Linked DNA regions of Sus scrofa: all the other regions are linked to region 2. A link is a contact called in public Hi-C and promoter capture Hi-C data. All regions are on one chromosome and are shown on one strand. Each heading gives the region's core, a stretch centred on a gene start, on an enhancer-like site or on the middle of the called end of the contact. The rest is flanking DNA. Distances are from core to core; before and after follow the strand shown.

Region 1 (2,700 bases), core at 11-2,510, 350 kb after region 2:
ATAATCCAAGTCTTAACTTACCTTCATTGGCTGAATATTTTACAAGTAGGATGCGACTTGAGCTTAAAGCAATGAATACCACCCCTAGCAGGAATGCATACATTGTTGACCAGGAGCATAACACTGGAAGACCACAACATGTGCTTTCCATTTCACTGTTTTTTCAACTGCCTTAAAGAGAAGGACATGTTCATGAACAACCCTGACAGCCGATTAAGTATAATGTACATACCACTGACTTGTGAAGAACAGAAAAGGAATTTTTTAGATGTCTATATCAAAATCAAAAAAGTTGAGAACTACAAGAAAAACTATGGTGAAAGGAAATGAAACAGTCAAAATTTGATAGGAAGGGGAACTCTAGACACAGAAAAGGCAAGGGCTAGATTAGAAGTGCTGACAAAAGGACAGTTTGGGACTGCAGAATTTTGCAGAGAAACAATTCTTTTAACTTTCACTCTTATGAGCAACTGTGGTCTAAAAGATAATTTCAGATTTGTATTTTTCTCCTTAGTAGCAGCTTTTCCATAGGAGGAAAAAAAAGAACTTGCAGTGAAAGATTCGTTAAATAATGACCAAAATGGAAATATCTGAAACACTGCTGTTACTTTAATTTCCAACTAGTGTTGGAAGCAGAGGGGAACTTAGAAATCAATGACTCCAAGGCCCTTTTTTGAGATGTTGAAGACACTAGACTCTACACTGAGTAGTTACCCTGCCCAAAGCATGCCAGTTTAATGGAGCGCAGAGCCGGTGGTATTGGTGAGAGATGGGCTGGAAGTACCAACACCCACAGCCTAGTGGGCCCAAGTGTACCAAAGCCAAAAAGACACCCCTCCCCACCCGAAGGGCAGGTTTCCCTCCACGATTTAGGAACGCCTTCTGTCACCCGTGCGCCCTCCCCTCAAACGCACGCGCATTCTTTTGCCTCTGCCCCCACCCCGCCCCGGGGTGGGGGCGCTGTTACCTTGGTCCCTTCGAAGAGCTTCCTGCGGAAGAGCATGCATCCTAGAGCTAAAGCAGTAACTGTCTGGCTCCGCAACAGCAGCAGCTTTTAGGGCACATAGGCAGGGAAGCTATGGGTGGAAAAGAAAGGCGAATAAGCCTCTGCACCCAACCCTCCTATTCTGGAACAGAAAGCACAATAACTACCCGACGCTAGAAAGAGCGGACCTGGCGCCCATTGCGCAGGCGCGCTCAGTGTTACGCTTCCGGAGGGAGGGGAAAAGCGACCCGATCCCGCCCCAAGCGCGGCCTTTCTCGCGTCACGTGTCGGGAGAGTCCTCTGTCACGTGAGGTCCAGGTGGCGGCGGAGCTACGGCGAGAGAGTGAGAGGAGGAAGGAGAAGCCGGAAGGGGTGCGAGTGAAGCTAGGCGGAGAAGACAGCCCCTGAGAAGGCGAGGGTGCGCGTGCGCCCGCTTTTCCCCCTAAGTCGGCCCCACCGCTCTCCCTTGCGGCCTGGTGACAGCTGGGCCCGGCCCACCGCGCGCTGCCTGGGGCGCGAGGAGCGCGCTCCCCGCTCTCTCTCGCCCCGCCGGCCGCCCCTCCCCCTCGTCCCGTCCGTCCCGTCGCGTCTCGTCGCGTCTCGTCGCCTCGGGTGTCGAGGCCAGTCGTCGGCGGCGGGGACGTTTTCTGACTCCCGATCCCTGTCCGGCTGTCCTTTCCACTCTGTCTCGGGGCCGGCCGCTCCTCCGGCCCCAGGATGCAGAATGTGATTAACACGGTAAAGGGAAAGGCACTGGAAGTAGCTGAGTACCTGACCCCGGTCCTCAAGGTAAGTGGGCTTGTCAGGGACTGTCACCCACACGCTTGGCTTTGCAGGGATCTAGGGCCGGGCGCCTGGAGAGTCACCTGGTTCTCCGGTGGCAAAAAGTGTGGGAAGGCGGTAGGAATGGTACACGGGAAAAGGTGCAGCCCCTACCTGCGGTCTTACCTAGCTGTTCCCTAGGTGTTTCCTCTGGCTCTTGGGTAATTTGGACCGACTCTGCATACTTCTGTCTCCCACCCGTCAGCACTCAGCTCCTCTTGGTACAATCAGGTTGGATGGTGGTCCGTAGATAAGTGATTTTTGAGGACGTTAAATCCTAACGTCGGAAGTCTTTTGAACTACTGAAATGAAGATTTTGCTTATCTTAAAAAATGAAATCAGTTTGGTATTAAAATGAGATGTCACCTTTTTCTTTCAAAGTTCATAGTAAGTCTCTTTTAATTAGGGGTTTGAAATAGTAAGTTGTGACTAAGGTCCCAAATTACTAGATTTCAGAAAAAGAAGGTGAAATTTGCAACATTATTTCTTTCAGTACCATTTAACCCAGCTAACAGACAACACCCCCCTTTCCAAGTTTTTAAAATAACTGAAACTAGTTATTCATCTTGGACGTCAATGATAATAAGGAGTAGGCTGACCCTTCTAGATACTTGGTTTATTTACATTTTTAAAGATATTTTAAAGTAAAAGTTGTAACATTAGTTATTAGAAGAATGACTGGTTTTACTTTCAAAGATGCATTTCTAGAAGTGCATTCAAGTTTTTCTTTTAAAACTCTTAAAAATGTTTTAGGAGTTCCTATCGTGGCGCAGCGGAAACAAATCCGACTAGGAACCATGAGGTTGCAGGTTCTATCCCTGGCCTTGCTCAATGGGTTAAGGATCCAGCCTTGCGGTGAGCTGTGGTGTAGGTCGAAGACGTGGCTCATATCT
Region 2 (2,700 bases), core at 152-2,651:
CTTCGTTTGTGAAACATTTTGTCTGTCTCAGCATGTTTTCTCTACTTCAATTAAACAGAAAAAAAGACATGGTCAGGCAATTTTTTGAATGCCTTTTATTTATTTTTTGACCTTTTCCAGGGCCGCACTCGCGGCATATGTATGTTCCCAGGCTAGGAGTCTAATCAGAGCTAAAGCCGCTGGCCTACGCCAGAGCCACAGCAATGGGGGATGCGAGCCACCTCTGCGACCTACACCACAGATCATAGCAACGCCAGATCCTTAACCCACTGAGCGAGGTCAGGGATCGAACCCATGACCTCAGGGTTCCTAGTGGGATTCGTTAACCATTGAGCCATGATGGGAACTCCTGAATGCCTTTTAAAGTCTTCTATATTCCCTGTCAAAGTAATTAAAACTATATTTGCTTATTTAGTTATAATAATGATATGCATCTAAACAAAGCTAGAGAATCTCTTATTTGGTGACAAGACAGGGAGTGACAGCAAAATTTCTGCCGAAACTCCAGGACCTGCGGGGGCTCCCCCCGCTCACCTCAGGGCAGCGGAGGTCCGGGGCGTGGTCGAGACGCACAGCGGAGCTGACGTAATCGATGCGGTTCCGGGCGGATGCCGTGAAGATGCTCTCAGCCCTCGCGATGTCGTCCAGAGTTGGGTCGAAGATCTTCAGGTGAAGGTCTGGGTTCGAGCCCGGGACGAGAAACCGTTGGAGTTCTTGCAGCGGGAACACGAGCTTCGTGCGTTGATTGCTTGGCAGCCGTAGAACCTCTGCAAAGGCCAGGGACGCGCTGTAAGCTCGTCTTCCTCGCCCCAGCATAGTCCCTATAGTAAACAGCCGGCCCACCCCAGGCCACAACCGGCGTGTTGCCATTTTCCTTTCTCAGAAGCCCCGCCCCTGCCTCTTTCGCAGAATGTAGGATGCGCATGCGTAACTCGGCTCCCGCTACGCTTTCTGGGAATTGTAGTCTCCGCTCTTCGAGTACTGGGAGTGGGAGGCAGAAGTTGCCCAGCAGAGGGAAACTCGGTGGCTTCCTTTCACACTCTAACGCTGACAGCTGTGCCTTTGCCCTGTATGCCGCTGTGGGAAGGCTGTTCAACGGTTTTTAGAGGTGAAAAAGCTTATTTGGCTGTGTGACCCTTGAGGCTCAAGTGAAGAAGAAAACGTGTGAAGTTCTGGTGGATTTTAGGCGGGTTTACTCTTCAGTTTCTGGTTGTCTCACAGATCGTTGACGTTGATGTACAAATCACAAGAAAACAGTTTCGTAAAAATGAGAAAAGAGATGGTGAGAAATGTAGTTGAAAAAGCATCTTGTTATATTTCATTTCAACCATCTCTGTAGCTGCAGGAAATGTCATTAAGTTTTAGAGATTTCTTACAGAATAAAAGCAAAAACAGTTTGCACAGGTGTTCCAGAGTTCTTTCATTGAAATTACGTAATGGCATCTTATTTCAAAAGTTTCTTCCCAAAACAATTCAAATTGATCAGTGCCAGAGTGGGGAATACAGGGATCATGATAAAATAAATATCTGAAAGATATTCTTGCTTAAAGACAATGGGTTTTCTACAACCTTAGTAGCAAACAGCATAGCATTATGAACTCAGGGTCTCTTGAGCGATTCCCCAGGTTTTTCAGTGACTCTTCAGGGAAATTCTTGAAGTAATGTCACACAAAAGTTAGTGAACAGAACTCAAGGACTTTGAGAGTAGCCTGACCTACTGCTTGCTGGCTAATTTTTAAAACTGATCTTTGCATTAGGCTTTGAGGCTTTCCTCCAACCCCTAATCTCATTCTTCCTTAAGAGAACACTTTGTTGTAAATGTCCAGACATTTTGGATATGTATAACTATGAATGCATTTAGTTCAAAGGACTGTTCTATATAGCCTTTAAAAAATTTTTAACAGGAGTTCCCGTCGTGGCGCAGTGGTTAACGAATCCAACTAGGAACCATGAGGTTGCGGGTTCGCTCCCTGCCCTTGCTCAGTGGGTTAACGATTCGGCGTTGCCGTGGGCTGTGGTGTAGGTTGCAGACGCGGCTCGGATCCTTCGTTGCTGTGGCTCTGGCGTAGGCAGGGGGCTACAGCTCTGATTCGACCCCTAGCCTGGGAACCTCCATATGCCGTGGGAGTGGCCCAAGAAATAGCAGAAAGACAAAAAAAAAAAAAAAAGAAAAAAAATTTTAACAATATTCTTGTAAATATTTATACATCTGTACATACCGACCTACATGATTGTTTTTAATGGAGGCATATTATTTCATATATTCCTCCAGTGTCTTATTGATCACTAATTAGGTTTTGTTATTACAAACAGTGCTACAATGAGCACTTATGAATAGATATCTTTGCACACTTGTGGAAGTCTGATAAATTCCAAGGAGAGGACTTGACAGGTACATAAGGTATGTGTGCTTCTATTTTTCATATTTCTGTAGAAAAATTATCATTAAAGAAAATACAACAAATTACTCCTATTAATGAAGTATTACAGCACTAAAACAGGCATTATAAAAGTAGAGTATTAAGTATAATCTTGCCATCATAGATGAAAAAAATTTTTTAATTATTTTGTTTTAATTCATACTCTCCAGATTATTAAAGTGGATAAACATTTTGACATTTTATTTGGCCATTTGTATTTATTTTTTGTAAGCATCATGTTTTTTATTAGGTTATAATCACTTTTGAAAATTGACCTGTA
Region 3 (2,700 bases), core at 136-2,635, 320 kb after region 2:
CAAAAAAGTTTTTGTACAGAGGACAGGCGAAACAATAATAAATTCAATAAAAATATGCAAATGACAACAGAAAGAGTACAGATCTCATTTTCTAACCAAGTGTATAAAAACTAGAAATTAACAAAAGTATGAGTAAAATCCTTAATGACACTACCCTTGACTCAAAACAGATTTAGAAAATAATGATAATGCTGTATTTTAAAGTCTTTCTGACTAGCCTAAAGTCTACTTACTCCAAGAAATTCTTCTACTAGCTATAAACATGCTCTTCAACAAGCAAGAAAATAAATGCATTTGAAGTAGATCAGATGGAAAAAAGATCAAAACAAACTTTAGAAAAGCAGAACACAATAAACTTCAATAAAGTAAAAATTAATTAGAAAATGCTCATTAACCTATTTAAAAAAATAGAGACACTATTCATACACAAAGTTAAAAATGAGAAAGAAAACACGACTCTGGCAAAAGAGGAAATTAAAAGAATTAAGAGAATGATTCATAAATTCCTAAGCAAATATGTTTGAAAATCTGGATGGTTAATTTTTTGGCATCTGTGTTTTAAATGATCAAGAGTGAACCAAGAAGAGGATGAAGAAGAACCAGAGAATGTTGTAGAAAAAAAAGTGCTTCTCAAAAAAGTACCACGCCTAGGCAATTTTATTGGTGAGTTCTTTCAAAGCTTCAGGGAACACACAAAGCTGACGTTTTAAAAAATCTTTCCAGGGCGTCTCGGCCAATGGGAGTTGGCAGCTTGAGCCACACCACATCCGTGCGGGATTGTTAGGGACATGGGGTGATAAATCCCAGCAGGATTAAATGCATCATCAGCATTGTCAGCAGGTTTCAGTTATCTGGGCAGAGACAGGATGGCGCTTGAAGCAAGTAAAATCGCAAGTGAGGACAGTTCTGCAGGACTGTTAGGGAGTTTATTGTGATTCTATTTGAGCGACATTATCACCTCACTAAACTCCTATCTGAATTGAAAATTGACTGGTTTAATAGCTTGATATTTTAATTGTAAATTTGGTTTTCATATAAAAATTGTAAGCAAGGAGTTTATTCTCCATGTTTGTATCCATTTAAATAATAGTAAGGAAGAAAAAAGGTCTACACTGAGATCTGTGAGAGGTTTTTTGTTTCTGTTAAAGGAAGGATACCTATTACTTGATTTCTGAAAGTCTGCTCTAGGCTTCAGAGAAGGAAAACAACTCTCCTTTGCATTTGACTTTCTCTGCCTCTTATCCACACTAGAATGCTAAGAATTCTCAGGAAAAACCAGGACTTAGGTAAAAGGAGAAGTTGCCAAGGAGGCCCTGGGCTGTTCCGGTCAAGGCCGGGCCTGTACCAGGGCAAAAGTAGTCCCTGCAGCTCCACAGAACCTAATCCAGCACACAAGCAAACAGGGCTTCCACATGGTGGTTTAGAGGCAAAAAGCCTTAGAGTTGTAAACAAAGTAACTCTGCCCCAGAGCCTCCTCTGCACTCCAACTTGAAAACCTACCGCAGCAGGACAGTGCCGGCCGAGGATTTGAGATCCTGGGTCTCAGCCACATCCTGCTTCCCCCCAGGATCAGGCATACTGCTGGACAGAAGCCTGGTCCTTTGACCAGTGACGGAGCTGGAGTCAGGTCACTGCAGGCCACACCTGCGGTCCAACCAAAGGCTATTCAGAAACTATGACAGGAGCAAATTCAGTGCATTAGTGGTAGGTCATAACTGCTTAGAAGAGACTCTAAAATTAGGAAGGGACTTCAATCACTTAGACCAACTTCTGTACTAGTGATGGACTCTCTTCTAAAACATCCTGCTGATAAAATCTCCCCTTGAACACTTGAGTGATGGAGAATTTACTACTATTCTCTCCTACTCTTTAGAAAGGCCTTCTCGTCTGTTGGGAAGCATCATTTGTTAGGAGCGTTACCCTATAACTTGTAGTGTAGTTTGGTTCTTTAGGACAGGAAAGAAGTCTACTTCTCTTTCCACATGACAAATCATTCCTCTCCCCAGGTCAAATGCTTGATCCAAGATGACAGGATATAGTTTCTAGAACTCTCAGCTTCCAATTCCTCTCCTATTAAAACACTGGCACCCACAAAAGCCCAGGCTTTCCTTAGTATCCACAGGGGATTGATTTTAGGACCTACTGCAGTAGCCGGCCCTCTGTGCCTGTAGTTCCATATTCCAGGATTGAACTAACTGATGATCGTGTTGTACTGTATGTATTTATTGAAAAAAAAATCTGTATTTAAATGGACATGTGCAGTTCAAACCTGTGTTGAGAGGTCAAATGTACTGCAGTGCATCTGTATCAGAACTTTACATTTTAGTTCCAGCTCCTTCTCTCTCTCTAAATAATTTGTAAGTTAACATGAGTAAACATCACTCTGGGCAAAAAATGCTTTCCTGAAAAGGAGGGTGGAAAAAGTAACTGTAAATGAGAAAATCAATCTCCACGAACTAGTAGCATCTGCTATTGAATATATTCTGTAGGCCATAATTTTACAAGTAATATTGTTGCAGTTTTATCTGTTGCATAAGATAAATATGTTTTGTAGGCTGTATTTCTTAAAAGTGAGGTCTTCCTATAGCTGATTATATTTACCTTTAAAATGAACTGCCACAAGAAAATAATCTTCCTGTTTCACATAACTCTGGTGGAATGCCTATGACAAAGTAAGCAATTTTGCTATCCTCAGAAGTC

Evidence for each region. Promoter capture Hi-C pulls out the DNA fragments that hold promoters and counts their contacts. Hi-C and Micro-C count contacts between places; a contact is called where the count stands out from the background.
Region 1: a promoter capture Hi-C map of liver shows a contact between it and region 2, with 11 times the contacts expected there. The contact joins the promoter of SLC35A5 here to the promoter of GTPBP8 in region 2. A contact is called at or near these places in 4 of 5 promoter capture datasets (fetal liver, fetal skeletal muscle and liver), 5 of 47 Hi-C or Micro-C datasets (blood, heart right ventricle, liver and 1 more) and 2 of 2 datasets of contacts at active chromatin or transcription factors (alveolar macrophages and skeletal muscle).
Region 3: a contact with region 2 is called in a Hi-C map of skeletal muscle, with 3 times the contacts expected there. The contact joins the enhancer-like site here to the promoter of GTPBP8 in region 2. A contact is called at or near these places in 4 of 47 Hi-C or Micro-C datasets (fetal liver, heart right ventricle, retroperitoneal adipose tissue and 1 more) and 2 of 2 datasets of contacts at active chromatin or transcription factors (alveolar macrophages and skeletal muscle).

The regions. Positions count from the first base shown.
Region 1 is chr13:147,278,126-147,280,825 of Sscrofa11.1, forward strand. It overlaps SLC35A5 (probable UDP-sugar transporter protein SLC35A5), which reads right to left and starts at 1,261. Exons shown (of 7, transcript XM_013982457.2): 1 at 968-1,261; 2 at 22-171. The coding sequence starts at 151. ATG3 (ubiquitin-like-conjugating enzyme ATG3) reads left to right here and starts at 985. Exons shown (of 12, transcript XM_003132682.6): 1 at 985-1,774. The coding sequence starts at 1,703.
Region 2 is chr13:146,931,463-146,934,162 of Sscrofa11.1, forward strand. It overlaps GTPBP8 (GTP-binding protein 8), which reads right to left and starts at 1,402. Exons shown (of 6, transcript XM_013982454.2): 1 at 535-1,402. The coding sequence starts at 870.
Region 3 is chr13:147,254,211-147,256,910 of Sscrofa11.1, forward strand. SLC35A5 (probable UDP-sugar transporter protein SLC35A5) reads right to left here. Exons shown (of 7, transcript XM_013982457.2): 7 at 1-2,700. Among named protein-coding and RNA genes, the nearest start is that of ATG3, 24 kb to the right of the region's middle. Within about 2 kb of position 1,386, at least 17 of the 83 cell types and tissues checked have an H3K27ac peak or open chromatin away from gene starts, as enhancers often do. A contact at or near this core is called in fetal liver, retroperitoneal adipose tissue and skeletal muscle, where this site is marked.